Regions from separate parts of the Mus musculus genome. Here region 2 is linked to region 1. A link is a contact called in public promoter capture Hi-C data. All regions are on one chromosome and are shown on one strand. Each heading gives the region's core, a stretch centred on a gene start, on an enhancer-like site or on the middle of the called end of the contact. The rest is flanking DNA. Distances are from core to core; before and after follow the strand shown.

Region 1 (4,318 bases), core at 695-3,194:
CACCTGATGAAATGCAGCCCCAGGGCTGCAGGCTAGGGTCAGGAGCCTATCTCCTGGGTCACACTATCTCCCACCCTAGCCCTGAGCACAGCTTGCTCCATCCAGAGCCTCAAGCCTTGTAATCACTTAGGGGCTTGTTTATGGCTCACTTCTCTGGAACTACTTCCTTCGAACTTTCTTCCTAGATTCCCATAAGTGAACACATCTATATCCATTGTGTTCCATTTTATTTCTATTTATATACAAAGTATGTTTGTGTTGCAGGGTGTGTGTTTGTGTGTATCGTCAGAAATTAGAACACAGTTAACTTATTCTCATTTTGGCATAGCACAGTTTATCCATGTATCAAACATAGAGCAATACCATTTGAGATTAATTAAATGTATTTTTACAGCATTCCTCCTCAAAACCCCCTTAAGCGGAAATCTCTAGTTTCTTTGGAAAGTTAGTTCTGTCAAATGATGTTTTGCTGGGGTGCACAGGTGAAAGGATGTCTTGCTAAACTAAACATGTGAGAAAATGTTTTCCTGAAGCAGACGACGGTGAAAGGAAGTTTTGATATAGCAGACACGTGAAAGGACACTTGAGGAAAGAATGTAAATATGACTCCACAGACAGTGGGGCATGAGCACTGAGCCTTGGTTTGGTTTGCTCTGTCTCCCCATTCTTCATTCACCTTATATAGCGTGGTTGAGCTCAACTCGTGGTAATGCAGCCATTGAGAGAAACTCACCCAAGGACTTCGGTTCCTGCAGCTGCTTGCCACTTTAGCAGCCTTGCCTCAGACCAGTTGGCATTCATGCCCGGTGTCTGCTGGTGGAGAGGACTGGATTGAAGCTGCTAGCTCATGTGTGGCATCTGCCTGCCTATAGGACTGGTCTACAACTGCTGAGTTGTATTTGGTGTTTGCTATGGGACTGAACTGCTGAGAAAGAAGACGGGGATTGCGCCCACCCCCCCCCAAAGAACTATTGCTGAACAGGCCCACTTCCACCATATTCTAATAACTTTTCTTCCACTCTCTCTGCTGGGTGGTAGGTTAGAGAAGAGAATGAACCTTATAATTAAAAGTAGGTTGCAAAAAATTTATGCTACACCTCCCAACTCAGCCATCTTTTTGTTGTTGTTCTTAAATGTGTTATTTGTTCTTTAACAAGTACATATGCATTCAACCTAACTTGATCATAGCCATCTCCCGTCGTCACACACACACACACACAGTTTTTTCCTGACCTGGGGATTAACCACAAGACCTAGGACATAGCAGACAAGTGCTCACCCACAATCTATATCCCTAGATCTTTTATTACTTTTTTGTCTTGAGATAAGGTCTTGCTAACTTTCTCAAGTTGGTCTTAAAATCACTCTGTAGAGGCTGGAAAAATGGCTTAATAGTTGAGTTCCCAGCACCAAATGAGTGACTGGCAAATCTATAACTTCAATTCCAGGGACCCCCCCCCCCATGCCCTTTTCTGGCCTCCATAGGTAGCAGGCACAAATATATGTACACACAAATGGGGGGGGGGGGAAGAACTCCTACACATAAAAGAAAATCAATAGATCTTTTAAATACCCCATTCTATGGGACTGGAGAGATGGCTCGGAGGTTAAAAACAGATCCCAGCACCCACATTAGGTTCCAGTTCCAAGAAATCTAGCATCCTTTCTTGGCCTCTGTGAGCAACCATATATGGCACACACATACTGATATAAAGATAAAATAAAGCAAATTTAAAGGGAAAAAAATAAAACCTCACTCTGTAGCACAGACAAGCCTCAAATTTCTGCCTGCCTGCATCTCAGCATCTCGTAGCTAAGGTGACAGGTTCCTGCAGGAAATATCTGTGTCCTGATCGGCCTCCTCCACCCGCCCTCCTCTGTCCTTCTGCTTTTCTTATCTACGCCGGCTAAGTTTAAGAGGTGACTCATGGAAAGGCCCTTCCTGTGCAGTCAGATAGCAGTCATGATCCTGAGTTCCCTTTACCCAGGGAAAAGTCAGTGCTCAGCAACTCGTCCAATGCACTTCACTACTTCATTTTGGCTGGACCAGACAGGATTTGTTGGTGGCTCGCAGATCATCAGTCCTGGAGCCTTTGGATTCCATCTCAGTGTGCTTGGTAAGAAAACATAGATGAGCCTTATAGTTCATGCTTGGTTTAGCCTGCTGATTATGTACAATGGCTTCAAGTTCCTTATCTTCTGTTTCCTTCTATTCTTTTCCCTAAAACTTTTTTTTTTTTTTTTTGAGAGTCTTACATAGAGCCTTGGATGGTTGGGAACTCACTACATAGACTGGGCTAGCCTTAAACTCACAGAGCTATATCTCCTTCTCCTGCGATTAAAGTTGTACACAATCATATCTGGTTCTTTCCCTAACTTTTGTTTTGTTTTGTTTTGTTTTGTTTTGTTTTGTTTTGTTTTGTTTTGTTTTGTTTTTGTTTTTCGAGACAGGGTTTCTCTGTGTAGCCCTGACTATCCTGGAACTCACTTTGTAGACCAGGCTGGCCTTGAACTCAGAAATCCGCCTGTCTCTGCCTCCCAACTTTCCCAAATTTTTATTTCTCCTGTCTTATCTCCATGTCTACTTTTATTTTTATGTAAATACTATACATTCTATTTATCTTGGCTTTTAATATTTTCATTCTGAAAATAATAATGAATTTATGTTATTTATTCCCCTAGATTATAGATCATGTTTTCTTCCCTTAGTTTTGCTTCTGTAATCATTGATCACATGTACACACATTTATTTTTATGTATATATACACACACACACACACACACACACACACATATATATATGCCCATATGTGGATTCTTCTTCTGTTGCTCTCTGTAACTCTCCCGTTCTTTGAGCTATTCCTTATCAAAATAGCTGGTTCTATCATTCCATAATTATTATTTGATATTTAAATCTAATTTTTACTCATCATAAATACATTTTAGTTTCAGGTTTTTTTTTAATTACTCTGGCCAACTCAATCCTGAAATCTTTATAAAAAACTTAAACATAGAGGGTTTTTGTTTGGTTTGGTTTTGGGGGGGGGTTGCTCAGAACTTGGGGAAATGTAATGTGGTCTTGTCCTGGATGACTTTTAGGGTGTGAGCTTTCAAGGAAGATCATTTGTGATATTTAAACTATTCCTCACAGCACGGAACTCAGTTGCTCTTACATTGGAATGTTTTCCTTTCAACTTCTGTTATTTTAAATCGCTATGTCCACTTTATTATCGAGACCACAGTTTCTCAGTCATGTGATCCCTGCAGTAAAAAAGAACAGTAACCTAGGCGTTATTAGGTGAGTAGCTGGGGCTCTCCCCGGCTGCGGTCACGTGAAAGCCACGTCATCTCCAGAATCTCAGCATCAAAAGCTGCACAGCGAGGGATGTCTGTGGGTTGCTCTGTTCCTAGCAGTCTCTGGGTGGGCTTTGCTCTCAGCATCTTAGGATGGTACGCATTGAGGTTGGAATGGGACACTAGATCCGAGTTCTTGCCGTTCACATAAGGGAATGGTAGGACTTGAAAAAGACAGAGACCAGAGTGGGTATCGTTTCTCCTTTTCTTCTTATTCTGTTGTTATCCTAACTTCTGCTTACCGCATAAGACTTGTCACAAACTTTTGTCAAGTTCAGCAGAATCGCTTCCAAATGTCCCAGCTTCCATTTAAAAACAAGCAAACCAAAAAATCAAATCAAATCAAATAAATAAAAATGGAGGAGGCTGAAGAGATGATCGGTGGTTGGGAGCAGTGGCTGCGCTTCCAGAACCCTGCTCTACCAGGGTTCAAGTCCCAGCACCTACATGGCAGCTCACAACTGTCTGTAACTCCAGTTCCAGGAAATCTGACACCATCCCACAGACACGCATGCAAGCAAAACAGCAACACACATAAAATGAAAATTAATCATTTTTAAAGATATAAACTGTTACTACATCCAGTAATGTTTGGGAATTTAAAATCAAGAGAGAAATTTAGAAGAGACAGCATAGGAATTAAGAAGCCATATGGGAAAAAAATAAAATGGCTAAAGACTAATATTTTTAATGTAATTGAAAATGAAAAAATTAAACCCGAAAGGTAAGCATCCCCCTGGCCGTGGGGGTACATGCGTTGTAATCCCAACATTTGGTAGACTGAGGCAGAAGATCTCCAGTTTGAGGCCAGCCTGGTCTATATAATCTAACTTCATCTCAGAAAAAAACAAAAGAAAAAAAAAGTGACCCTTGATCCATATGCTAAATGATATGGAAGAGGCATTTGTAAACAGGTCTTGTCTTTACCATCACACAGTTTAGGGCCACTATAAAAATTACAACC
Region 2 (4,318 bases), core at 1,102-3,601, 270 kb before region 1:
GTGTGCTATTACTATATTATTACTATTACTTTATTCTGAGTGTGCAAATAAATGAGTAAAGCATCCTAAATATGTGACTTTTCATGCATTTTTTTAAATTTTTCATACATTCTCAAATCTTTGATGAACAGAAATCCACCCATTTGCTCAGGTTGCTTTTAGATTTCTCATAATACTGGACAAGACAGAAGCAGCTAGGAATTAGCTGAAGAACTCTTCTTGGACAATTTCTTCCTAGCTCTTTCTTGTCTACAAGCTCACATTAGATGAAGGAGCCCTATACACATACAGTTTGACACCTTGCTGCCAATGAGAAAATGTAGATTTGACCTCCCAGTCTAATAAAGACAGCCCCACACAGACACTCACGAGTGTGATTTAGTTTCTATACTGAGAGTGGACTCCATTTTTCCCCAATAATTAAATTTAAGGACAAAGGGGAAGTCACAATAGAATCCCTTGTATTAATTTTCCATGAAGAATATTTCTTCTTCATATTTCCATTAAATGCCAACTGCTAGAGTGGAACCTCTCTTCATCTAAGGCAGACATGGTCCATTGATGTGTGCAGGATACTTACTGATAAAAGCAACTAAGAATGTGATTGCCAGCAGCAGGAGAAGTAGCATCAGGGATGTAAGAAGCAGTGAGGGGGAACCAGGCTTTCTTAGATCACGGATAGGTTTCTCTCTGGGAGCTAGAAGGAGAAGCACATTCATTTCGTGAGAAGTAAGTTTTATCTTTGTTTCTTCTTTTCCACCCTCCTCTTCTTCATTTTCCTCCATGACACATAGTTACTAATAGCAGAAACATTTAAAACAATAAAAAATGCACAGACTTATACTGTTGAAGTAACCGGTATTAATATTTTGAGATTTGAAAAAATACTTTGAATACATATATGTGTGTATACTTACATGTACACATTTATACAAATATATGTAAATATATATTACAAAAATACTTTATTAATGTTTTTCATAGAGTGTTTTGTTTCTTTGTGTGTGGTTTTGGGGGTTGGGTTTGTTTTTGTTTTGGCTTGTTTGTTCATTCATTTGTTTGTTTGTTTGTTTGTTTGTTTGTTTGTTTTTGGTGATGAAAGGTATAAGAAGCTAGTGTCTCTCTATGTAGTCTTGGATGGTCTACAACTCATTATGTAGACAAGACTGGCTTCAAATCTCCAGTGATCCTCCTGCCTCTGCTTCATGAATGCTGGAATTAGAGCACATGTGAACCTTTTAGCAAGTGTTAAAGTACGTATATATAATATGTTTCTCACATGATAACACAACATAAACATTGCCACCTGCCCTACAACTTTTCTTTGCATCAGTATTATAAATATATTTTCAGGTCACTGTACTTTCATAGTGTTCTTTACTGTGGTTGCAGTACTGTATATTTAAATCACTTCCAGACTATCCAAATATTAAAGACAAATATATAATAAGAGATAAATATTTCTAATCATAGTCCACCTCTTGAGCATAATGTCAGTCTGATAACCACTCTCAAATGGCTGGAAACTTTAGCGGAGCAACTGCCTATTAAGTGAGAGGTTTTGCTCTGATCTATCGTATAAAAGAAAAAAAAAAGTTCCTTCAGGATAAAAGCTCCAAACACTGAAACAGTTTTCATGAAGTTACAAAATTCTGTCAAGCGTAGAGGGGAGAGCTCACTATTAAACAATATGATTTAATTTTCAGAAAAATATATGCATTTATGTTCATTTATATAGAGCAGGAAATACAGCAAGATTCAAGGTATAGTTTTTGTAAATAACAAGAAAAAAACCATGCCAAGAAAGCTTTTCCTTCCCACTATACAACTCTACAGCTCTTCAAGTCAATTTACAGTTAAACAGCTGAGACTCCAGTAAAATACCAGATGGGAGCACTCAAAAAATCATTCACAAATACCACCTAACTTTGAGAATGACATTTCCTTTATCCTCCCATCTACATTAAGTACAGACAGGGATTTCTGTTTTGTTTTACCTGCAGGAGATTCTGAGTAGGTGTGCAAGGAGTTGGATTCATTCTTGAACTTCACTTCTGCATAAGTGATTTCTGAAGCCATATCAAGAAAAAATCTTCCTCCGTCAGAAGAGAGCCTTGTTCCTTCTCTAAGGCTCTATAGTATATGAGAACCAATCACTGTGATAAGTTGTCATATTGCACAGTTGTATGAAAGAAGAGACATGTCTCACTAGGATAAACGAGATGAGAACAAGAAACCACAGCATAGAATCACCAGGGCGAGATAAGGGAAATGCAACCTCTTAACATAAGAAAATAAGAATTGTAGCCCTCAAACCCACTCAGCAAGATATGCAAGTACTGCAAAGTGGGAACTCAAAGGGGGAAGGAAAGAAAGAGGAAGGAGGAGAAAGAGGAACCATGCTATTAGAGAACCCTGTTGTAAAACACTCTGCAGCACACATAAATTCACTCACTTCTATATGCAAATGTGGTTTCTGGAAAACCAGACAACATAAGCAAACTCTTAAGGCACAACGATGATTTTGACTGAACAGGAAAATTTTGATACCACATTGTAGTGGACCATTAGCCCTCACCATTGTGTGGATTCCCACTTTTTTCTCAGCTGCCACCAGTGTGGGGAAGGCAAAGTTCACATTCTGTTTCTTCTGAAGTTGCTCCTCTGAGCACTCTGCCTCCTGCCATAGATTCATAACTACCTGCATGGGGACTCTCCACTCACTTTGCTACTGGACATGCCCAGAGCTCCTGAAACAGCTCTGGATAGTAGCAGTGGTTGGACTCTCTCCTCTCCTTGTGCCTCTCTTCCCTTACTCCCAGCCCTCCTCAGCTCATGCTTTAAATGTTCACTGCACTGTTGGGAATAGTTGAGAGAATAAAATGGATCACAGAGTACAAGAGGGGACACTTACTTGAGCTGCTGGAGATGGAATCATTTGAGTCACTCCCACAGACATCTTCCAGCTCACAGCCACATGCTCAGCCTTCAGTTCTTCCAAAGACTTCCCTTCTTTGAATCTCCTCTAGCTACTTCCATGTTACACTACACATAACAATCAAACAACATGTGCATGCATAAGACACACAGAGAGAGAGAGAGAGAGTTTGTATTTACTGGTTTTCTTTTGCTTTTATATCCAAACATGCTGAAAACCATGGGTTAACACTATTACCCCCATTTTAATGTAAAGCCACAGGTTTCGTTTTATTTCCAAAATTTGGCATTTCTAATCTACATCTATGAGTAAAAACAAATCTATGCTCATTATCTCTATCTCAAACTCCCAAGTGATAATCTCTTGGATGCTCCCATCTCTTTCCCACAATGTTGCTCACACTTCACTTAGAGGCCTGTACTTTCTGGGTGGACTCCAAACCTCAGGTCAAGCCTATGTCCCCTAAGCTGGATGTGCTCTCATTCCTGGTGCTGATCTCTGGGAAGACTCCACTCAGCCTCCCTGGGTTTTAGCACACCACCAAGGTCACCTTGATGGGCAGAAACTCTCAACACCCTGGAAGGTACCAAGCAGCGACACAGAGATATCCCACCAAGCAGACAGCATTCTCACCTCACGATTCTCTGAAAGTGACACCATTTCTGCCTTCTGTGCATAGATACACTCCTCATCCTACTTGACTGCTAACACCCAATGTCAGGCCATCCACAACCAGGCATGGATATTCTCGTTACCTTAATAGACAGTAACGTCCCACAGTGAGTTTTCCACCATGCACACTCTTTACCCATGCCTGGTCTACCCTCTGCAAGGAAGCTTGTGGTGAGAATTTTGAAATTTTTACTTCTTTTAAAAAACATAGAAATATAAGAATATATTTTCATTCTGAATCTCAGGTGCAGCAACCTGTGCTTGTTTCAGACTTCCCACAGCAGCTGACGATAATTAACCTCATGATCTGGTGGCGGTGTGCTTATTCCAGTTTCAGAAAGTTTCTGCAATTGTGTCATGTTTGGAATCCTGGGAAATTTTCAGAGAGTATATAAATTCTAGAGCCCCGATAGGCAGAATTGGTGGTTAGTGGTTGTGAGGGGGAGGGGTTTTCAGATTATTAGTAGTCATGCTCAAAGAAGAAACAAGCAAGAGATTAGATTCAAGGATCTCTATCTTTCTCTTCTTTCTATCTCTCCTCTTTCTCCTATCTAGTTATATGGGGGTGAAATGATGAGGAGCAGAGATAAATGGTGGGAAAAGGTGAACCCAAAATGTAACAACAAATGGCAACTCAGCCTGTAGCTCAAAATTTAAGGATAAAATGAAAATTTTGATTTCAAGTGCCATAAAAGAAATGTTGGGGGG

Evidence for each region. Capture Hi-C pulls out chosen DNA fragments and counts their contacts.
Region 2: a promoter capture Hi-C map of adipose tissue shows a contact between it and region 1. The contact joins the promoter of Clec4a2 here to the promoter of C3ar1 in region 1. A contact is called at or near these places in 1 of 39 promoter capture datasets (macrophages), 1 of 115 datasets of contacts at active chromatin or transcription factors (bone marrow-derived macrophages) and 2 of 9 other capture datasets (adipose tissue and liver).

The regions. Positions count from the first base shown.
Region 1 is chr6:122,853,783-122,858,100 of GRCm38.p6, reverse strand. It overlaps C3ar1 (complement component 3a receptor 1), which reads left to right and starts at 1,944. Exons shown (of 2, transcript NM_009779.2): 1 at 1,944-2,117.
Region 2 is chr6:123,121,349-123,125,666 of GRCm38.p6, reverse strand. Clec4a2 (C-type lectin domain family 4, member a2) reads right to left here and starts at 2,351. Exons shown (of 6, transcript NM_011999.4): 1 at 1,998-2,351; 2 at 581-697. The coding sequence starts at 2,079.